Regions from separate parts of the Mus musculus genome. Here region 2 is linked to region 1. The links are chromatin contacts, called in public HiChIP or PLAC-seq maps. All regions are on one chromosome and are shown on one strand. The core of a region is the stretch at or near the end of the contact, and the rest is flanking DNA. Distances in the headings are between cores, read along the strand shown.

What was found. HiChIP or PLAC-seq counts read pairs in DNA pulled down with a chosen protein or histone mark.
Region 2: a contact with region 1 is called in an H3K4me3 HiChIP or PLAC-seq map of craniofacial prominence, with 4 times the contacts expected there. The contact joins the promoter of Prdm11 here to the enhancer-like site in region 1. A contact is called at or near these places in 10 of 39 promoter capture datasets (the 3T3-L1 cell line, the C10 cell line, cranial neural crest and 7 more), 6 of 484 Hi-C or Micro-C datasets (the BV-2 cell line, embryonic fibroblasts, embryonic stem cells and 2 more), 13 of 115 datasets of contacts at active chromatin or transcription factors (a beta-TC-6 cell line, craniofacial prominence, double positive thymocytes and 9 more) and 3 of 9 other capture datasets (adipose tissue, liver and pancreatic islet).

What each region holds. Positions count from the first base shown.
Region 1 is chr2:92,881,576-92,885,100 of GRCm38.p6, reverse strand. All of the region lies in intron 2 of Gm13791 (a long non-coding RNA gene), which reads left to right. Among named protein-coding and RNA genes, the nearest start is that of Syt13, 32 kb to the left of the region's middle. Within about 2 kb of position 1,605, at least 33 of the 459 cell types and tissues checked have an H3K27ac peak or open chromatin away from gene starts, as enhancers often do. A contact at or near this core is called in craniofacial prominence, where this site is marked.
Region 2 is chr2:93,044,171-93,047,695 of GRCm38.p6, reverse strand. Prdm11 (PR domain containing 11) reads left to right here and starts at 1,531. Exons shown (of 8, transcript NM_001368848.1): 1 at 1,531-1,717.

The sequences.
Region 1 (3,525 bases), core at 356-2,855:
TTCCTACCTGGTTCTTGTTCTCATGTCATGGAAGTTCCCAAAGCTGGATCTCAGGTGCAGCCTCTGGATCGGTGGCATCTGCTCATGGCTATGCGCCTGACCTAGTGCTACCCAGGTAATGGGCTCGTATTGATGTCACAGTGAGATGAATGGTGGCTGCCATTGGTTTTGGACCTGGGACAAGGGACTGAGGTGAATATTTTACATATGAAAGCAGACCAGACCTCCAAGTTATGCCAGCATTGGCAGTCCGTACCCTGCCCCAACCCCAGAACTTTCCAGCCCAGGGCCTGGGCTGCCCTTCCCTCAGAGGTTCTTCCCTGTATAATCCAGACATTTTGGAGACTCAACAGAAACAGACTGAAAATTATAAATAAATAAATAAACAAACAAACAAATAAATAACAAAAAAAAGAAAAGAAAAGAAAAAAGGAAAGAAAGAAAAGATTTGGGCTTGTAGCGAACCAAGCATGCAGCAGCTTTTATTCTGCCATTATTAAACATTACAATAAGGATCATAGCAAATCTGTTTTAAAGTATGCAGGAGGTAGGGTGTTTGGGGGTCACATGCAGCTCTTTTACAAGGAGCTTGTGTGTCTCAGATTTTCGTATCTGAGGGTTCCTGGGAACACACCCACCCCAGGTCATGAGAGACAGTGGCACTCAGAGAAAGGGTCTTTGTACTGTAGTTAAGCATCTTACATGCAGATTACATTGGGTTATCTAGGTGGACCCTGTGACAAGTATCCTTACAAAAGCCATAGAAGAGGCAAGTGGTCCTGGAAGATGGAGAGGGAGGAGCCAGCAGTGACTGGAGATAGAGGGGGAGGAGCCAGCAGTGACTGGAGATGGAGGGAGAGGAGCCTGCAGTGACTGGAGATGGAGAGGGAGGAGCCAGCAGTGACTGGAGATGGAGAGGGAGGAGCCAACAGTGACTGGAGATGGAGGGAGAGGAGCCAGCAGTGACTGGAGATGGAGGGGGAGGAGCCTGCAGTGACTGGAGATGGAGAGGGAGGAGCCTGCAGTGACTGGAGATAGGAGGGAGAGGAGCCAGCAGTGAGTGGAGATGGAGGGGGAGGAGCCTGCAGCGACTGGAATTTCTGTACAGGATCTACCGGCTGCCAAGAGGCAAGGAAGGAACTCTGCCAAGCTCCCAGTGAGAAGTGACCCTCACACAGGATCTTGGGCTTTTAGTCTTAGCTCTGCCCTTGTTGGGATAGTAAGGACAAGCTGACAGACTCAAATTCAAGTCCCCACTAGGGCCTTTCAGGACCCTATAGCCTTTGCTAAATCGTTTTAACCTCCAGGGCTTTAAGTAGTAATAGGCGTGAACAAACTCAGGCTCGTGGTGAGGATGCTGAGAGATCATGTCCCCGTTCAGACGTATAAGACCGCGTTCCAGGCACCGCAGTTACCCTGCCTCTGGCTCCTTAAGCATCTTTCTCAGTCTCGATCTAGCCCCTCACACTCTTCCTTTTGGAGTTCTTGTCCCAGCTGCTGGAAAGCCTAGGTACCTTTCATCCTTTGGCCTGGCTGGGGTGGGGGTAGGGGGTGCGGAAATCGCTAGTGCTCAAGCTTCTTCCTGCCCTCTCCTCTCCGCAGCCCTCCCCACAGTCACTTCCCATTGTTCCTGCACTTTACCAGACTGCAAGCTCTGTTGGGGGCAACCACATCTGAGCTGGAATTGGCTTAACGAATATCTAATTAACATTTGTTGATTTCATGGTTCCCTATAACTGGCTCTAGGGAAGAAACCTGATCCTGTGGTATTCTGGTTTTGTTTTGTTTTATTAGAAAAATAAGGATGTTGGAAATAAGGGGTGTTCTTCCTCTCAAACTTCCATCCTGTTCAGCAAAGCTAAGAATCAGCGAGTCGAGGCTCTGCTCATGTGGCCTCTTGCTGCCCCCTGGTGGGCAAGATGATAAATGGCACCTCATCATTTTCCCTTGTCTGTTTTGTACTCTGTTAAGAACACACAAAAAGCCACCCACTGAAGCAGAATAAAGCCAAAGAAAGGACAATATTCAGCAGTCAAAAGACCATGCTTTCTTTTCCATGACATGCTGTGGGTCACAGAGTTGTTCCGCATATCAGGAATGGTGATGGAGGGCCTGAGGCCACCACCTTAAAACTCCTTGGGTGAATCTGGTCTTAGGGCGGCTGTGCACAGCCTGTGTTCTTATCTGTGAATTGGGCATAGAAAGCATCCACCTCACAGACGTTTCAAGACTAAATGTGGCAAGGCACCTGACCTGTGGGAAATCCTTAGCAAAGGTCGGTACCCTTCTGGGCTTTCAATACATTTTGCATGAAGAGGCAGCAGCCACAGACACGGGGTATTTAGTACTCAGGTCTAGTTTCTGTTGTCATAAAGTACCCTTAAAATGCCACTTAAAGGAGAAGAGGTAGAGTTTTAGCTCACAATTCCAAGTTGTAGACCATAATACCAGGGAAGTCAAGGCAGGAACTTGAGTCATCTTCACAGTCAAGAGCAGAGAGAGCGTGATGCATGTCTGCTTGTCCATGTTCAGCTCCTTCTTATGCTTATACAACTTAGGGCCCCCTGCCTAGGGAATGGTGCCACCCACAGTAAGCTGGATCTGTCCCACACCAACTCCTGAAATCAAGACAATCCCTCCCAGATGTTAGCATTTCCTCTAGGCTCCGCCCCACAGTTACCTAGCAACAGCCAGGTATATAAGCTTGGAGCCAGGCATACAAGGGCTGTTCAGGCTTCTTTCTCTCTCCATCTTCTCCCCCGCCCCCCTACCTATTCTCTCTCTCTACCTATTCTCTCTCTTTCTCCCTATGTGTCCCTGGATGGCCTCTTCCCTTCTTTCTCTCTCCTCTCTTTTTCAGTCCTTCCCTGTCCCCCATTCTCTGCCTCAACCCCCTTTCCCCAGGTCCCATATAAATTCCCTTTTATATTAAGCCTGTCCTGTGTCTGACTCTTCAGAGGGAACACTTTGGCATGGGCCCGCCCAGGCACTTCATTTCACCACACCACTGTATGTTTTATAAAACACAACAACACACAAAAACATTTATGCATGTACACACATGCACAGGTGCGTGCATGCACACACACACACACCAACCTAATCTAGACAATCCTTCACTAAGACTCTCTTCCCAGATAATTCTGCATTGTGTTAGGTTAAAAAACTAGCACTATAGCACAGAGAAACAAGGAAATGAATCTGGGAGCCTCTAAACAAGTAGAGTTCGTTTCTAACCGAGGTTCTTTGAGCAGGCAGCTCTGGAGTCCCTCTATATCTAAATGCTTGTCTACAGAATCGAATGCTGATGTACAGATGGCTCCATTCACATCTTTCCACCTCTCTTCTAAACGTCTTCCTGCAGCACAGACATGGGAGCGCTGAGGTCAGGTGCCTCCCCCTCCTTCCTGGCAGCCAGGTGTGCTATGACATAGTTTCCATCAATCCCCATTCACGGCGGTTTCTGGGAGACATCACGGCAGATGTGTTGGGCTTGCTGGGGAGATTGGGAGGAACCCTAAACAT
Region 2 (3,525 bases), core at 282-2,781, 160 kb before region 1:
AGGCCCTGTGCCAACCCCTGGGCACTTGGGTCTTCACTGTTTGCCTTCCTGGCATGTGGTCCTGTGGATTCCTGGCCCACCCCTGATGTTGTTTCATGTATGGTCTCTTCCCCTCATAAGGGACAAGTGGCTAATTCCTCAGCCTCTCTTCCTGAGCCTGCCCTCTCCCAGGTGTTAGTTAGAACTTGAGGTAGTCCTACAGACTTCTGACTGGGCTGGAGCCACAATGGGATACACAGATCCAGGTCTTCATCCATATCCCACACACGACCCGGTGCTTCAGAAAGCTACACTGTGGACACACAGCAAGCACCTAGCCATTTCCATAGCATTACAGCTGCTTCTGGGCTCTTTACATACACCCTCAGGGCTCACCCTAGAGCTGGCAGCTGGACCTTTACAGCTTTGCAAGAAGAGGAAACAGGGTCATAGCTACAGACACTCAAGGTCATACTGCAAGTGACAGACAAGGGAGCCGAAGAAGCGTTTATGTTACCAAGGTCAAGAGAAATAAGAGAAGTTGCCTCCTGTCCCAGCCCCCATCAGGTCTCCTAAGCAAAGCATCCTCAGGAGTACTTGACCTTGGAAAGCCCTCTGGGATCGCCCTGGTGGAAGCTCCTTTCCCTGGGTAATCGGCTCCCCTGAGGTGACACCTTCTTGGGACTATCTGGACCTTCCTGGACTACCTGGCACTGGGCAGGCCTTCCAAGATCTCTTACTCAGGTAGAATCCTTTTTGGCAACTTCCAGCCTAAGGTGAGGCCCTCCTTCGGCCAGGGAACCCACCCTGCAGCAGCCTCCCCTTGGGGTCATTACAAAGAAGGGCTTGGGGTAGGGTTGTTCTGGTTCCCTCTGACCACTCACACTTCCTTTAAACACCCCAGCCTTACTACATCCCTTCACTATCTTTCTTGCTGGGTGCCATTTTGCAGATGGATACAATGAGGCACTAGGCAAGTTAAGTTAGGACACAGTCCCGTTCCAGCTTTGTATTCAGATTTGGTACTGTACTTTGATCTGAACAGCAAGTGACACTCACCCTTTAGTCCCCACGTAAATAGTTAATTTTTCTCACAGGCCCCAGGGCCCTTTTCCCTTGGTGTTCTATGGGACGCATGTTACCCAACTTCAGTTGATACTTCCAAACGGCTGAGCAACCAAAGGGTTAAAGGGGCCCGGAAGAGGACCCTGTAAGGGTTAAAATTATAAACGCATTTATCGCCCTCTGACTATTTATTGGGTTGTAGACCGACAACGTCGAAGCCGGGCAGAGCCAGGAGGCACCCTCGGATGGGCTTGCGCAAACGCCACAACTTTCTAGCACGACCCCCAGAAAGTATCCCAGGCACAAAGTTGGCGCAGCCCGCTCCTCCTCCGCAGCGTCGCCCTCCCCGTGGGGCGCGCGGCGGGGACGCGCGAGCTCCCGCGCGGGGCCGGCTCGGGGGACGCGGGGCTCAGCGAGGCTCGGCTCCGGCCCCCTGAATTGGGGGGTCCGCGTCTGCCCCAAACGCCGCTTTCTTCCGTTTTCCATGTCATTTCCTGTACTAATAAGATGGTGGTCAAAGCAGGGGAGGAGAGCAGCAGCGAGTCGCCGCCGCGCTGCCGCTGGCGCTGAAACTTTGCCCGGCCGGGGACCCCGCGCGCGGCCGCCCCGTCCCGCCGCGTCCCGCCGCCCCGGCCCCGGCCCGGCTCGCCGCCCCGCGTGGGAGCCCGCGAAGGTGAGTGGGCCCGGTGGCCACCGTGGCCATGAACGTGAACATGGCTTCGGAAGACGCTGGGCGGCTCGCCAACCGGCGCGGGGGCCGCGGCGAAGAGCGCGCGGGGACACTGGGGAGCGGGGGCGCAGGCAGGCGACGGGGCACGGACCGGAGCACCGGAAGCGGGGCGGGTCTCAAGGTGGCCCGGGCCCGCAGGTCGTCGCCACCGCCCGACGCGGGCCTCGGGCGGCCCAGCCTCCGCCTCCTTCCTCCGCGCACTCGCCCGCCTTGTTCCACTGTAGCCTTTTCCTCGGCTCCGCCGCGCGCTGACGGACGCGGCCGCCGGCCAATGGGAGCGGCTGTTCGGGCCCGGCGTTCGCAAAGAGAGCGCGTAGACAGGGGGCAGGGCGGGGCGAGGGCGGGATGCAGCCGCTGGCCTAGTTGCAGGGACCCGGTCGCCGGTGCTTCGGGGCCGGGCTGGGGGGCTTAGGGACCGCATGCCTCTCTGTGACCTGCCGCGGGCCTGGGGCGGCAGAGGGAGGGCGTGCCTTTTATCTATTTTAAGTCTTGGTTGCAGCACGGACTCTTCGGGAATTCGCCCCTGAGTGTCGTCTCCACCCCCCACCTCCTCATTCCCGGTCCCCAAGGTACTATGTGATGCAGAAACTGCAGAAACTTGGTGGCCAATGACCTTCCTCTGTCAAGGCCAGCGTGCCCTAGGCAAGTCGCTGCAGGGACTACTGAGCAGCCTTGGGCTAATAAGGCAAAAAGTTGCTAGTGTCTTGAGCCCATCTGAGTTGGAGCTCAGACCCTTAGAATCAGTTGATGACCTAGAGAAGGAAAGTCTGTCTTTTGTTTTTTTTGACCATGGCTTCGTGTGGAGGACAGCCGTGGTCTGTGATTAAGAGTGATCAGAAAGAAGCACGCCCAGTCCTTTGTGCGTGGGGACTGCGAGCAGTGAAGGGAGCCTTCTTTTCATCTTGAGAACCCTATAAACTTTGGGAGTTTTGTCTATCTGAAGCAGAATAGTTTTCCATGAAGTGTGATTCCCGTGGCACCCCTGTCCCCCGAAGAGGAAGGCAGGGACTTTCCTAGGTCTTGGTTGATGGTGTAGGGTGTATGGGTCAGAAGTCCCATATCCCCCTCATCCCTGGGGAGCGGAGTATGGTCTCTGCTGGGAACCTTCTGGGCATATGGCCCAGACCCCCTGGTTTATTTAGTTTCTTGGAAAGGACATCTTCAGGATCCTTCCCACGGGGCTTTGGATTTTGCAGGGCTGTAGTTGATCTCTTCAAGGGGATTCTCCTTCCCTGCAGTGGGTCCAGTACAGCCTGTGTGGGAGTCAGCTGGGAGAGCATTGAGATAGGATCAATTAAGTACCTGGCCCAGGGTCAGACTCCTGGTTTCAGAATCTAGAGCTGTGATCCTGGGCGATGCTCTGTGAACCATTTTGGGAATCACGATTGCCAGACCCCAGCCTGCTCCACCCAGCCCCTAACTAACAGTGCCCCTAAGGAGCAGATGCTCTCAGGGTGTGGTACCTTCTGAGTATCCGTCTCAAAAATGAGGAACACTTGTCCCAGGGGCCCTTGCTCTGTCATCACGGCCATCACCCCCAGCCTGGAGCTTTCTGGTCCAAATGTTTCTTAGGTTGGTTCTCCGAGGTGTCTGATGAGAGTCCTTCATCTGGCTTACTCTTCACTTAGATTCAATGTGGGATTATCAGAAAGCCTGAAAGAGGCAAAGACTATTGGAAGAGGAGTTGGGGGGTTGGAGTTATGCTGCCTTTGTGGTCTCTCACTTGGCTTTCCTCCATAAGCTTCCTCCAG